Linked DNA regions of Sus scrofa: region 2 is linked to region 1. A link is a contact called in public promoter capture Hi-C data. All regions are on one chromosome and are shown on one strand. Each heading gives the region's core, a stretch centred on a gene start, on an enhancer-like site or on the middle of the called end of the contact. The rest is flanking DNA. Distances are from core to core; before and after follow the strand shown. Region 1 holds the start of GYS1 (glycogen synthase 1). Region 2 holds the start of SCAF1 (splicing factor, arginine/serine-rich 19).

Region 1 (7,604 bases), core at 2,270-4,769:
CACAGGGCAGGCATCAACCTGGACATGTTCTGGCCCCTGTTGATCTTCCAGTGCCACCTCCCCACTGCTTGTACCTCACTGTCCCAGCTCTGTCACTAGACCTTTGCAGGTCCCTGGGTCCAGCCTGCTCTCTCCTCTACCCTGACTGAATCGGATCAAGCATCACTCATTAAGGGAGGTGCTCCCTGACCTCAGCCCCTGCTTGGCTAGTTTAGGGTCTCTGGATGTCTAAACTGAAGGAAGGGCCTCTTGGGAGTTCTCATCGTGGTGCAGGGGAAACGAATCCCACTAGGAACCATGAGGTTGTGGGTTTGATCCCTGGCCTCCCTCAGTGGGTTAATCATCCGGTGTTGCCGTGAGCTGTGGCGTAGGTCACAGACGCAGCTCGGATCTGGCATGGCTGTGGCTGTGGTGTAGGCCGGCAGCTACAGCTCTGATTGGACCCCTAGCCTGGGAACCTCCATATGCCGCGGGTGCGGCCCTTAAAAAAAAAAAAAAAGAAGAAGGAAGGGCCTCTTTGGGGAACCCGCTCTCCCTGCCGAGTCTCAGATTCTTGAGGGAGACTGTTGGATCGAGGTCCTGGGCTCTAACAGATGGGAGTCCCATAAAGGGTGCAGTCCACATCTCACTGGTTCCCTGCGGGACTCAGTGTTTGGGGTTGGACTGAAGGATGACCTGAAGCGTTGAGCTCATTCAACAAGCACATACGGAGGCCGCCTGTGTCCCCAGCTCTCCAGGGAGAGAAGTCAGCCATCGTCGCTTCTCATGTGAGGGAGACCGATGAGTAAACTCCACCTGGGACAGTTCCAGAACTTCATGGAGTTCCCACTGTGGCACAGTGGGTTAAGGATCCAGCGTTGCCACAGCCATGGTGGGGGTCGCAGCTGTGGCTTGGATTCGGGATCCTTCACCTGGGAATTCTAAATACCATGGGCGGGGCAAAACCCAAACCAAACCAAACCAAACCAATGGAGATGCACGCAAATGTTCATGGCAGTGTCATTCATAACCAAACAGTAGCAACAACCCAATACACTATCAATGGATGACTGGATAAGCAAAAGGGGGTTATCCATACAACAGAAAGTTATCCAGCCATGAAAAGGGATGAAGTTCTGATCCATGAACATGGATCAACTTTGAAAACATGCTGAGTTGATGAAGCAGCCAAAAAAGTCACGGGCTTAAGAGTCCGTTTATATGGAATGTCCAGAAGAGATAAATCCAGAGACAGAAAGAAAGGGAGGCCTAAGAAGCCAGTACACTGACCCAGTTCCTTGGCCAGCCGCCCCCAACCCTCTTCCTCCCCCAGGTCTCTCTTCCTCCACCAGCCCAAAGAAACTCTCCTCTTGGAGTTCCCATCGTGGCTCAGCAGAAACGAATCTGACTAGCATCCATGAGGACACAAGTTCCATTCCCGGCCTCGCTCAGTGGGTTAAGGATCCAGTGGTGCGATGAGCTGTGGTGTAGGTTGCCGACAAGGCTCGGATCCTGTGTGGCTGTGGCTGTGGTGTAGGCCAGTGGCTACAGCTCCAATTTGACCCCTAGCCTGGGAACCTCCATATGCCGCGGGTGGGGCCCTAAAAAGATAAAAAAAAAAAAAAAAAAAAAAAAAAAACAGAACAAAACAAAACAACATCTCTTCTCTATGGAACCAAGAGTTCAGACTTCCTGGCCACCACATGGTCACAAGTGTCCTCCCTTGCTGTTTGTGCAGCTCACGCCTATTCTTCCGCATGGGAGGCCGGTCACTGCACCCAAACCACTGTCAAGACGACTGAGAACAGACCTCCATCCACACCTCCCCAGCCTATCAGACTCTGAGACAAAAAAAAAAAAAAAAAAAAAAAAAAGACATTGATCTAGGAATTCCCAACGCTTAGCAACCCCATAAACAGACCTGCCTTCCTCAAAACTTTTCCTTTCACCCTAAGCCTCTCCCACCTCCCTCCTCCCCACCTGGTGACCTCATGGAAACAGAGGTCATGTCATTACAAAACTCCTACCATCCCCCTCACGCTTCCACTGCTTCATCCATACCCGTGGGAACCGGGTCTCACTGCCCTTCCCTCTTCTATACTCTTGGCCATGACCACGGACTCACATTTCACCCCCTCAGACACCAGTAACTGTCACCCCATCTTGACCGGGGTCACCACAGGAACGGAGGCATCTAGAAGCCATGTAGCCAGGTGCAACCCCCCAAGGTAAAGCCACATCCCTTCTTCATTCAGAAGTCTCTGGAGAAAGTACTTGGTGCCTGGTCTAGTGTAACTGGTCTTTCCTCTACGGCGTTCACGTGCATTCATTCAAGTGATAACTTCCTGATCACCACACTGAGCTTACCCCGGTAAAGCGCTTGAAATACGAAAATGGTCAGAACAATCCCACGACAAGATCCCAAGATGCCCCGCGTTCTTCCCCCTGTCTGTTAACACCCTCTGTGTTCTCAACATTTTGGCTCAAGACTCAGGAAGCAACTCCACGATCTGAAGCACACAGGACGGGTCCCCGCTGCCGTTTCATTCACGTCATCAACAACCCAAGACTGGATGGCTTAGAGCCCAAGACACTACAACCCTCGTCAGTCTTTAAGACGGCACAACTGTCACTGACTGCGCCCAGAGACTTGGAAGGTGGCGTTCCTATCATTTACATGAGACCGTAAATATTCACTTGAACCTAGGAGTCCCTGAGATCCTAGCCCCTTTTTCTCTCCCTCAGATCTAGAAGCCCGGGCCCCTAGCTCCCTCCTTCCTCAGACGAGGAGTCCAGGCGCCCAGCTCCCCCATCCCCGCTAAGATCCAAGAATCCAGGTCCAGCCCCCTGCTCCTTGAAACGCCTCAGCCCTCCGCACGCCAACACTCACCACGGTTGTCATGATGCTCACCAACCGCCAATATCCTAGCGGAAACGGAAACGTGCTAGGAACGAGGCGTTCTGACCCCTCTAGTCTCCCAAGTCCTCCAAGAAATCTCGGTGGTTCTTTATAAATATGCAAACCTCTCCTGGTGGGGCGCGGCGTCACTTTTAAGGCCCCGCCTACTCGCTGGAAGATGCGTTCCCGGAGCTTCGGGGTCCGTTCCCCACGCCTCCTGGCTCCTCCTCCTTTTACCCAGGCCTCTTTGCTAAGGCCTATTGCAAAATTCTTAACACTTCTTTGGGGAACCACACGTCCCCCACGCTTCCTTTCCTCCTTAGCCACCGTCTTCCCTCCCCCGCCCACTTTGGGGCTTCAAGCTTCGTATTGACAGAGCTGAAGACCAATCAGCGGAAGCAGCGGTAAACCCCGCCCCCCCAGCTCTTCCCGCCAGCCAAGGAGGTGGCGGGGATGAGCGAACCCTACACTGTCCACCAATGAGGGGACTCCAGAGCCCCGCCCCCGGACGCTGACCAATGACACTGGCCCGGGGGCGGGCACCGCCTCCTGGCAGCCGCAAGATTTCACTGCGGGAGCCCCCCTAGGCTCAGTGACGCTGCGGCCGCCTGCAGCACTGGTTCTAGCGCTTCGGGCGGGGGTGCGGTCGTGCAATAGGAAGCCGAGGGCGGTGCAAGCTTCCTGTCGGGCAGCAGCTACCTGGCCCAGCGCCCTGCCCAGGGCATTCCTCAGACAAATCCTGGGCCCCCACCTGCGGCTCCCCGGAGCCCTCCTCTCGCGTCGGCCATGCCTCTAAACCGCACTTTGTCCATGTCCTCATTGCCAGGACTGGAAGATTGGGAGGATGAATTCGACCTGGAGAACACAGTGCTCTTCGAGGTGGCCTGGGAGGTGGCCAACAAGGGTGAGCACGCCGAGCAGAAGGGCTGGGACAAGAAGGGCAGTCGGGGATGGGGGCCCGGAACTCTTGAGTAACAGGAGGGTGAGGCTGCAGGACATGACTCTTGGGTCCTGGGCAAGGAGCCTATGACTCCTGTGTCCTTGGGGAGGGCCGGAATTTGTTTCCTGGGCCCTGGAGGGAGGCGTGAGCCGCCTGACTGAGGTGAAAGGAGGTTGGAAACCCAGGTCCTGGGTCCTAGGGAGAGGGGGCTAAAATGAAAAAGACCAGAGACGTGGGTCCGCTATAAGGAAGGAGCTGGGGGCGGGGAAGGTTGTCACTTCAGAACTGTGGCCCTAGCACGGAGGGCCTTAGGATACACTTCGGATTTGGGCAGGAGCCCACTTGGAGAAAGGATGCATGAAGCATGGTGGGAGAACTGCGGGAACTGGTCTTCTGAGAGTAAAGATGGGAGGAGGCTGGAGACCCTAATTCTTGGCTTCTAGGGTGAGAGAGAGTTGGGGCCTGGACGCCTGGGCTTTGAGCGCCTGAGCTCTGGGTTCCTGAGAGTAGCGGAGCCCGTGGCCTCAGACACATGCGCACTGGAATAGCGGGAGGCTGGGAAGTCCTAAGTTGGTCAGGGGCTGGGCCCTGGAATGGGAGTGGCTGGGGGCCAGGATTTCTGGGTCCCAGGCTCCAAAGGGCCAGAGCTTCTGGGTTTGCCGAAGGCTGGGGCCGGACTCCCAGGAGCTAGGCAGTCTGGCTCCACAGAAGGAAGGGAGCTGAGATTTTGCTTTGCTGAGTCTTGGGAGAGATGGGGCGGGGGGCGGGGGGGCTGTGAACACGGAGCCATGGATCTCCAGGGCCCAGGCTCCAGGAGGTAAGGAAGCTGGAGCCCCAGCCTCCTGGGTCTGGATGGGAGTCATGGGAGGGGCAGGGCCCTGCATTCCTGTGGGGACAGGTTGGCAGAATTCCGGGGGTGTGTGTGGGGGGTGAGGAATGATAACTCTGGCTTCTTTCGGACAATTGTGGGAACCTACAAGAAGAGGGCTTCTCCCTTACTGTGTCTTAGAGCTGCACTGGGGATTTAACCCCAGCTCCTGTGAGTCAGGAACTCAGGAAACCTGGGTGTGGCCTCTTTGCCAGCTTCTGTCATCCTTGGCCCCAGCCCCTAATTCCTTGACACCTAGGAGCCCAGGCCCCCAGCCCCTTCTCTCAGACTCAGAAGTCTAGCCTGAGACCACTCCCCTCCTCCCTCCAAGTCCTGACCCTAGCCCCCCGCACTCACAGACCCAGGAGTACCACCCTGCAGCCCCCTCTCCCCCTTTCCCCTCCTTCCTCTGACTCGAAAGGAGGGGCTCGCCGTCCCCTCTTCCCTCTGAGCCAGGGGTCTGGGGCTCCTAGGCACAGCACCCCCATCCCCCTGCCTTGCCCCAGACCCCAGACCTGTGGGCCTTGGCTGAGGCCTGCCCTCACACACTTGGGCCCACAGTGGGCGGCATCTACACGGTGCTGCAGACGAAGGCGAAGGTGACCGGGGATGAATGGGGCGACAACTACTACCTGGTGGGACCGTACACGGAGCAGGGCGTGAGGACCCAGGTGGAACTGCTCGAGCCCCCGACCCCGGCCCTGAAGAGGACCCTGGATTCCATGAACAGCAAGGGCTGCAAGGTGGGACATGGCCCGGCCAAGGACAGGGTGGGAGCAGCAGAAGGAGCAGGGGGTGGACCGAAACTCACGATCGATATTAATGAATGGAGAGACAGACAGCAGGAACAAAACAGACTGAAAGATGGTCCCACGAGGCCAAGCTCCTCAGATCCAGAGAGAAAAAGAGCTAGAGGGACAGCCAGACACAACCAGGGGTGAGGCCGGAGGTCGGAAGAGGCGTTCTGGAACCTGAAGTCCAAGTTCACCTTCTCCGCTTCTTGCCGCCTGACCTTGGCTAAGTCACATGCTCACGGCATCTACCTTGTAGGTTTCTTGGGGGGATTAGTTCGTAACGTCTTCGCCCAGGTCCCGGCATGTAGTTAGCCCTGTCTGTGAGCTATTTGTCATCAGGAGTATCATCAACATCCTTTTTACTAAAAACAGCCAAGCTTGCAGAATGAGGGGGACAGACAGACAGAGAGCTGGATGGGGAGAGGCTGAGTGGCCCCAAAAGTGATGGTGGCCCCCGTAGTTAGAGCAGCAGGGAGAGCGACAGAGATACCGAAGGGAGGGGGCCCAATGTTATAGAGAGAAGGATCTCGAAGGAGACAAGAAAGATGGACGGTTGAGGAAGAGAGAGAGAGGAGAGGTAGGCATGCAGACCCAGGGGACAGGGCTTCCGCTGGGCAACATCAGGCATTCAAGAGAGGAGGGGAGAGTCCCAGGCACCCAAGGAGGATTCAAGAGTGATGACAGAGAAGTGGCTGGCCCCCAGTGAGAGGGCCATGAAGCAGCAGGAAGGAGGTACACACGGGGTGGGGTCTGCGAGGGAAAGCTGCCGCGCTGCCTTCATTCATTCACAGCCTTTGGTTGGGGGTGCGGTCTGGAGTTCCATCAGGCAGGGCTGTGTCCCTAAGGAACCCTGGGGCAGTCCAGGCCCTCCCCCATGGCAGCTGCTGTCCATGTGCTGGGGGCCTAAGAATAGCCCCCCCAGCAAAAGGGCAGACAACAGCTGGGAGGGGGAGGGGCATCAGGGTCAGGCTTCCAAAGCTGGGAAAAGCCAGATTGGGGAGGAATAGGATGGCTTGTCCGCTGGATAGTGCTGTGGCAGCAGGCACAGATCCTGGGCCATGGTCTCGGGAGGAAAGCAACAGATCCGAGAAACGGGGCAGGGGCAGAAATGAGACCACAAGGCTTAGAAATAGGCAGTGGGTAGGAAAACATAGCCCCAGGGCAGAGAAAGTGGGTGGCCAGTGTTAGGAATGAGGCCACAGGAATTTCCGTTGTGGCTCAGCAGTAAGGAACCCGACTATAATCCATGAGGATGTGGGTTCCATCCCTGGCCTCACTCCGTGGGTTAAGGATCCAGTGTTGCCATGAGCTGTGGTGTAGGTCGTGGATGCAGCTCGGATCCCGCGTTGCTATGACTGGTATAGGCTGGCAGCTGCAGCTCCGATTTGACCCCTAGCCTGGGAACCTCCATATGCAACAGGTGTGGCCCTAAAAAAAAAAGAAATGAAGCTGCAGAGTACACGATGGGCCTGTGGGCAGAGGAAAGAGGAAGCGGGTGACAAATCTATGGTGAAAGGATCAGAAGCAAGGCAGTGAGTGTGGGAGCAAGAACAGTACAAGTAGCATCCCATGGAAGGAGTGAGCAGCAGAAAGGAAAGATAATGGGAGAAAGCAGCATGATGGGTGGGGAGAGAAATACGGTGGCAAACACAGAAACAAGGCGGCGGCTTGGAGAAATGATTAGCAGGATGGAAAAGTAAGGCAGCAGGGACACTGAGATAGGACACGTGCAACATGGTGTTATAAGTGATGGGAGGCGACCCAGCTGTTACAGAAACTAAGCAAGGGACACAGAGATGCTGCTTCGGAGATGGGAAAAGTTTGTGGTGGGAATAACCAACAGCAAATAGAGAAATAAGGCAGTGGGTGAGAAATCAGCAGCAGATTCAGAAACAGAAGAGGTTAGAAGAACCAAGGCCGTGAGCCCAGATATCTGCCCAGGGACTGGAGAAAAGCAGATGCTGTGCTCAGGGACATGTGGCCCAAACTCTAAGCCTCCTTATGGGTCCTCCCCAGGTGTATTTCGGGCGCTGGCTGATCGAGGGGGGCCCGCTGGTGGTGCTCTTGGACGTGGGGGCCTCAGCCTGGGCCCTGGAGCGCTGGAAAGGGGAGCTGTGGGAAACA
Region 2 (7,604 bases), core at 3,575-6,074, 440 kb before region 1:
CACTGGAGCCTTGCTGTGACCCAGTCCCCACGGAGTGATCCTGCCTCCCTACGTGCCGACCCCAGAGAACCCCAATGCAGTCCGGCAACTCTCGTGCGCCCGCTGCCACCACCCTGCCCAGCCGGCTTTCCTCTTTTCCAGACAACTCAGACACAGGTCGCCTGTCACCTCCTCGATGCAGCCTTCCCAGACTCCAGCACCCTCCACACTAGCCTAGCCGGGCCTCCTTCCCTCGCACGGGGCCTTAGGCTACCTCTGTGCTGGGACTCTGTCTCCCCTCCATCAGACTGTGAGCGCCTCCGAGGCAGCCACGGAGTCCAACCCATCTTGGGCTCCCTGTGCCAGGGCTGGGGTGGTGCACCCAGGAGGCCTCGGGAAAGCGTCCACGAATGAGATTAGGAAAAAGAATGCAGAGATAGGGCCGGGGGCGGGGGGGGGGGTGCTAGGAGGAACCGGAACCCGTCGTACCTTTATCATTTGGCAGATCCCCCTGCAGGGAACTTCCCACAGCCTGCTGAATGGCCCGCTGAAGGAAAGGTGAGGGTGAAGGGGGTGGAAAGAAAGAGCAGTCAGGGGACGCATGCAAAAGGTCACAAGCTCTGCTGCTGGGAGACAGCCGTTCCGGACACCCCTGCAACGGGACTCCAACTCTACAGACAGGCCAAGAGTCCTGGCCCCCAACCCCTCCCCACTGCCACCGCCACTGCTGCTGCCGCCGCCGCCGCCACTGCCGCTGAGGGTCCAGGCGTCAAGGCCCTGGAACCGGCCCCTCCCGCCCGCGGCCCCAGGGGTCCAGCAGCCTCACCAAGATAAACGCAGAAGGAGAAAGTGCAGGGTCTCTGTCTGGCGGACCGTCAGCCCGATCCTCGCCTGACTCCTCTGTCTTCCCTCGAGACTCATCTTCCTCCTCCATGGTCACCTGGAGGTGGACGGGGCGAGAGGGTGGAGGCGAGGCCACTGGGCAGGGCGGGGCAGCGTCAGGAGACAGTGGACACGAAGCCCTCGGGGGCCTCCGTTCCAGTCATCCCAGTCCCAGGACAAGGGACAGGCCCAGCACGGACACCAGGGTGACTGGAGCAACTCCTCCCACGTCTGAATTTCAGTGGCCTCCTCGGTCAAAAGGAGGCCTTCCCAGCCTTTTTTTTTTTTTTTTTTTGGCTTTTTAGGGCCTCACCTGCAGCATATGAAGTACCCAGGCTAGGGGTCCAATCGGAGCTATAGCTGCCGGCCTGTGCCACAGCCACAGCCACACAGGAGCCCTGACCCCCTGGGCGGAGCCAGGAATCAAACCCGCATTCTCAAGGATACTAGTCAGGTTTGTTACCATGGAGCCACAACGGGAACTCCTTTCTCAGCCTCTCTCCACACCCTGCTCCCCAGTTCCCACAGCTTCCCCACCACAAATTTTAAGAGCACAAGGGAGCCCGCCTTCATGGAAGCCAACCCAAGGCCCAGACTTTTTTTCTGTTGAGCTGTGATTTCAAACACCACGTCCCATAGGCTCAGAGACCCACCTTTCCCAAACTGAGATGTGTGCCCGTGTGCTGGGGGCGCCTCAAACACCATGCAACTTCCAACTTGCTAAAGCATCGATTTTCTTCAATGGCGGGGCCCCAACCAAACGTCTGGATAACACAGAACCTATGCTGGTGCTACGGGAGGCTGATCTACAAAACCAGCGTGCCGCTTTGAAAACGAAAACACGGATTTCAGAAGTGTTTGTTGTCCACCAGATGCCAAAGGGAGTGTCCTCCTGTGGCCTTCAGCGTGGCTGAAGGCTTTGTGATGGCACCGAAATTCTTGGCTGACAGGGAAGCTGAAAGATCATTCAGACTGATGGGGGTCTTGATGGGGGCTTCAGGAAATGCAATTATTTGGGCTGTAGGCTTCCCCGAAGCCGTCAGTTCTCCTCCTCTGAAAACAATCATCTGGTCCCACAGTCACCAGCAAGCTTCAAAATCCCTAACCCCCAGCTCGAGGTGCTTATCTAGAAGCAGGCACAATAGGAGCAGCTAACTCCGAGAAAGGCTGTGTGACATGAAAGCAGGGCTAACCTCTGACCGGGTAACTATTACTATGAGGCTTTCGTGCCCAGGTTTTCCCCACTTGGCTCCCCACACCCCTAGGGGGCACACCTGCCCCCACCAAAGAAAAAAAAAAGACCTCAGTCCTGGCCTCCCTCCTACCACAGATTTGCAAGCTGATGGCAAAGTTCTCCCCTGCAGCCGCCCAGCTCTCTAAGAGCCTGCAGCTCCTTCCCTAACCGCCACAGACATAACCCACCCTGAAGAGGCCCTCTGGACAGTTCCCAGCCCTGGAGCTGCTCTCTCTGCCTTCTGGGGTGGGGGTGGGGGTAGGGGGTGGGAAGCAGCACATGCTTCAGAGAACTGTGTCTGTCACATCACAGAAGCTTAATCAAGATGTGCTGAGTACAGACCCACAGATCTCCAAACCCTCCTGGGTAGGAAGATCCCCCCTGGAGCATTTAGACGAGCCCCATGCTTTGCAGAGGGTGTGTCTCTTCGACCCAAGAAGGCTCGGCAGACCCTGCCAGGTCCCTCTGGATCAGGTTCCCAAACTACAGTCTGATAGCAGTTGAGTGCTTCACGAATAGCTTGTTATAAAGGCAGATTGAACACAGTAGAAGATGCTTCGCAACACATCCCAAGTAAGTGGAAACAGTAATTAACAGGATTGGAGTATTAGTTTAACACATAGGACGGTGTATGTTGGGTCTCAGTGTACAAATGCATTTCTCACTGTGGATCAAGGTCAAAAGCGTTTCAAAAGCACTGGCGTGAGACGAAGTCTAGATGATCCTCTAGACTTTCCCAGACCAAGGTGGACTAACTCTCTCTGAAGCCCCAAGGCCACCCCGAATTTTTTAACATTTTGCATTTGAATTACTTTCTAAAGGGCAAGTATATTTGAGCTGGGCAAAATTTCCAATACGTTCCTTTGTCTTACTCTCCTGGCCGATTATCTGGCCCCCAAAGGCATTCGAATTTGCTCCAGGCATAGAGCCTGCACTCTTGCAGTCACACTCAAAGCCACCTAGATGGTTCCAGGTCCTTCTAACTGTCCCCAGTCTCCTGTCACCCAGATTAGACACTCCCCAGACAGTTGGAGACCCATCCAAGCCTCCCAGCACATCTCAGTATTTGCTTCCTTCCCTTAGTGGGTACATCCCACTCCTCTGAATGGCTATAAAAGACTTCCTTGCGCTGGAACTGTTCTTCCATGGCCTGGCTAAATGGCCCTAGACCCATGTAGGTGAGCCGCATTCTCAGGTCAGCCCATGTACACACTGCTCAGCCCTAGGAGATATACCCCAGCCATAGGTGGCTCTGCAGATACTCCCCAGCTCCTGCAGACCTCCTTCACCCCTGGGACATATCTCAAGATCTCAAGATGGCCCCAGAACCCTCCAAACAGACTCTAGCCTCGGGTCAGCCTATAAAGACATTCAACAGTGCCTACAGAAATGACCCAAGCCAGCTATATGACGGAGGGCAGGCTTCAGTCTCGGTCCAGGTCCTGTGGACGCCCCTAGTCCTCTAGGAGACGCCCGGTCCATGCCCCCCGGCACCCCAGACCCGTCCCGGGGCCTCGAGAAGGCCCCCCGCTCGGCGCCAGGCTCCGCCGCCGCTACCGGGCCCAAGGCCGACCCGCTAAGCCCTCCAGGCCCCGCGGCGTGTCGGGAGGACCCCGGGACAAGTAGCGACCCGACTCCGCCCCGCCCACCCCGATAGGCCCGAGCCCCGCCGCTCGGACCGCCGCCGCCATCTTACCCCGCCGCTCGGGCTGCGGCTCCGGCCCCGGCGCGGGGCGGGGCGGGCTGGGGCGGGGCTCGCGAGCAAAGGGAGGAGAAAGGAGGAGCTAAAACGCCGCCGAGCTTGCCGGGACTTCAAGTACCGAGCACCGTGCCGTGAAGGCTGGTGGGAAGGCTTCGGACTCAGTTTCCCAGCAGTCAACGGGGCAGATGGGCCGGGTGCGCGCGACGTACGCCGGGAGACGTAGTCCGCGCGTCGCCTCCGCCGCGCGGGGACTGCGAGGGGATGAGGGGTGAAGTGGGCGGGGTTGCGGTAGCGCGCGATTAAGCCCCATAGTGCCCTGCACGCGCGCGGAAAGAGCAGCGGAAAAGGAAGTGCCGTAAAGAGCGCTCAGCCTGACAGGTGCAAGGGAGTTGTAGTTCCGCGGAGTGAGCCGTGGGGGGGGGGGAAGCAGGACTGGCTGGAAGTTGCCCCGCCCACATTCTGGGGATCCCAGAATCCTGATGCCCAAGTTCTCTCTAAATTTAGAACCAAGAAGCCCGGCCCTACAGCTTCCTCCTCATTTACAACAGAAAAATCCAAATCCGATTCCTCTCAGAGCCGAGGGGTCCGGACTCACATTTCCCTCAGAAGTCCGAGCCCTCCTTCCTCTTAGATCCAGGAGTCGGGCCTTCATGCCTCCCTCAGACCATTCCTGGTCTCAAACGCCTTACGCGAACACAGGGGTTCGGGTACCCCATTCCAATTCCCTCGGATCCAGAATATTGGGTCCCCCCGCTCCTTCAGCCCTCGGACCGATGAGTCCGGGCCCTCAGCAATCTAGAAGCAAGGACCTCCAGAACTCCTCCTTCCAGGACCCAGGAGTCCAAACCTCCAGTCACAATCTCTCCTTGCGACCCAGGGGTCTGGGTCCTGGGCTTTCTCCTCCTTCAAGACTCGGAAATCCTGACCCTAGACCCTTCATAACCCAGGCGTCCCCGCTTGGGCGAGCTGGCTCATGAATTAGGAATGCAGTGATCTCACGGCCCCTCCCTTCCCGGTTACCCGCTGGCCCCCCTCCAGGGCCCCATCTCCCCTCCCAGTCTGTCTTCCGCTAGGCTGGGACAGCGGGAACCGGAAGCCTGGGTCCCGTAGCGGGCGGAGCCTCCATCACCCAACCCAGATGCCAGAGTCGGGAGCTTGGCTTGGGTCCCAGGACAGAGGTTAATTTCCCCTCAGGACTCGCTCCTTCCTCAGAGCGCGCCTATATACGGCCGCGTGCGCAAGACTCAAGCCCCGCCTACTAGAACAAGGCCTCGGGGACGGTACCCTGAGAAGCTAGCTGCAACACAGGGTTTCTCATTTACATAGTCCCACCCCGAACGATTTTCCGGACCCGTCTACGAAGAGAATAAGAACTCTTATTAGCATGGCTCCGCCCCCCCGGCCCGCCAGCCGAGAGCGCGTGGCGCTGCTCGGGGTGAGCACAGTTCTCTCATTAGCATGTTCCCGCCCCATTCGGAATTCCCCTTCTCAGCGACAGCCGTACTCCTATCCGTATTAGCATAGCTCCTCCTTTTCCCAGGTCTTGCCTGCCTCTAAGTGTCCCAAGTAAGGAGCCCTTCTTGCTGGAGCTCATGTTTATGCAGTACCCTTATTAACGTGGTCCGCCCCTAGGCCCCGCCCGGTCCCCCCCCCCGCCCCAGGCGGTAGCGGCGGCAGCGGCAGCGACATGAGCAGCGGGGCGGCGTCCGGGACAGGGCGGGGGCGGCCCCGGGGCGGGGGGCCGGGACCCGGGGACCCCCCACCCAGCGAGACACACAAGCTGGTGGTCGTGGGCGGCGGCGGCGTGGGCAAGAGCGCGCTGACCATCCAGTTCATCCAGGTAGTGGACCTTCACCCCGGGGGGTGCCCCCGGGACCCACCCAGACCTGAGCCCTTGGCGGGATCCCCAAGACTCCGGCTTCCCCTCCATCCATCACTGAGACCCTCTTATGAGGCTTTCTAATCTTAAAAATGTCCCCTCAGATGTGACCCTGAGCCCCTCAGGGCCTCCACCCCCTACATGAGGGACCTTCCTCCTGTCCTTGTATCCTGAGACCCACCACCCCTACCCCAAGTATCCAAAGCCCCGCTCCTCTGCTGACCTGACCCTGGATGCCTCCTGGGAGCACCCTAAATCCAGAAGAGTCAACCCATTTAGACCCTAAGCATTCTCATGGGCCCCCACCCCGCTCGGGGCCACCTCCTCGCACCCTGAGCCCTACCTCTCCCAAATCCCTGACCTCAGCTTCCCCTCTGAGCCGCTCAGTAACTGGGAGAATGCCCTTGACATTACCCCAACCTGGCTGTTTAGCCCCTTCAGAGACCTCCACCAGAAAGTAGAAATTATGCCCAGACTTGGCCCCTGAGATCCATCTAGGACTCCATCCCACCCCTGTCCTCAGGGAGACCCCCTCAGACCCAAGAGACTGCAAAAAGATCCTGCCCCTTGGCCATTCCCACTAAGACTCCAAGTTCTGGGGATCCCCCATCCCACCAGATCCAGACCCCTACCCTTCCTCAAGGAAAACCATCCACTCCTCCGTCGTGAGTTTTCCTCCACTCTGATCTCCTGAGCCCCTCTCAGAAATTCTGGTTAGCCCCCAGATCATTTCCATGGAAGAAGCCCCCAGAGTCTTGACACCTCCAGAAAGACCTGCTCCTTTGGAGTTTCTCTGACCTCTTAAATGTATCTCCAGGTCTCTACGACTCTCTAGACATGTACTTATATTCTATGACAACCCTCCCCCATGCTCTCCAGCCCCCAGTTCGCCCACCTGAGCTTCTCCCGGTTTACTCTGCAGACACACCCCTAAACCCCCCAGGGCCAGGCCCCTGCACTGCCCCTTACCAAGCACCCTCCACGACAGGCAGGATGCAGCCTTCGGACCCCCAGCAGCTGCCAGATCACCCCTTCTCTTCTGAAAATCCACCCTTGCCCAGGAAACTTCCACCCCTTTCCCCAGGGGAAACTCTCCCACCTGGGAGAAACCCTAGAAAGGTGTCTGCTCCAGGGATGCCACCCCTGAGGTCCCTGGGCCCCAGACCCCTGAAGAGACCCCAGACAGCGCGTGCATGGGAGCTCCTGTCTGGGTAGAGAAAGGCCCCAAGCCCTGGGCCCCTTGCACCCAGGGGCAGACCCAAAGCTGGCCCAGGGCCTGGATGGAGGCGGCCGGGACCCAGGCAGGAAGGGAGGGGCCCCGCCTGCGGGCGGGGCAGCGTCTCAGCAGCCGGATTGGAACCGGGATCTTCCCCTGGGAGGAGACACTGGAAGCTGCCCAGGGGGAGGGGGAGAGGGAGGAGGAGGAGGAGGAAGAAAAAAAGAGGGAAGAAAGGGGGAAGAACACATGCAGATATGCTGGATGGCAAAAGGTCCCAGTGACTGAGCGCCTACTATGCGCAGACGATATGAAATGCTTAACGAGGATTTTCCCTGAATCTCACACACTGGGTTGAGGGTAGCACTCTTTTGATCTTCATTTCCCCAGGGAGAAAATCGGGGTCAGGAGAGGGGCAGTGATTTAGAGGGGGAGTGATGTGTTCAATGCCGCATAGCCAGGGCATCATCCCGACTCGGGAAATGCAACTTTATATCAAAAAGAGGGATGGGGCCGGGAGCCCCTTGGAGAGAGGGGCCTGGGGAGCACAGGGGATAAGGGAGGCAGGCCTCCATCATCCCTGCTGGGACCCTGTAGTAAAGCGTCCTCTCCACCCCCCCCACTCCAGTCCTACTTCGTGTCTGACTACGATCCCACTATTGAAGACTCCTACACCAAGATCTGCACCGTGGATGGCGTCCCGGCCCGGCTG

The links. Promoter capture Hi-C pulls out the DNA fragments that hold promoters and counts their contacts.
Region 2: a contact with region 1 is called in a promoter capture Hi-C map of liver, with 4 times the contacts expected there. The contact joins the promoter of SCAF1 here to the promoter of GYS1 in region 1. A contact is called at or near these places in 1 of 5 promoter capture datasets (liver) and 1 of 2 datasets of contacts at active chromatin or transcription factors (alveolar macrophages).

The regions. Positions count from the first base shown.
Region 1 is chr6:54,246,126-54,253,729 of Sscrofa11.1, reverse strand. It overlaps GYS1 (glycogen synthase 1), which reads left to right and starts at 3,519. Exons shown (of 16, transcript NM_001195508.1): 1 at 3,519-3,782; 2 at 5,248-5,429; 3 at 7,497-7,604. The coding sequence starts at 3,665. RUVBL2 (RuvB like AAA ATPase 2) reads right to left here and starts at 3,226. Exons shown (of 15, transcript NM_001243867.1): 1 at 2,870-3,226. The coding sequence starts at 2,881.
Region 2 is chr6:54,682,557-54,690,160 of Sscrofa11.1, reverse strand. It overlaps SCAF1 (splicing factor, arginine/serine-rich 19), which reads right to left and starts at 4,824. Exons shown (of 12, transcript XM_003127346.5): 1 at 4,393-4,824; 2 at 806-919; 3 at 469-526. The coding sequence starts at 4,449. It overlaps RRAS (ras-related protein R-Ras), which reads left to right and starts at 5,447. Exons shown (of 6, transcript XM_003355998.3): 1 at 5,447-5,637; 2 at 7,521-7,604. The coding sequence starts at 5,485.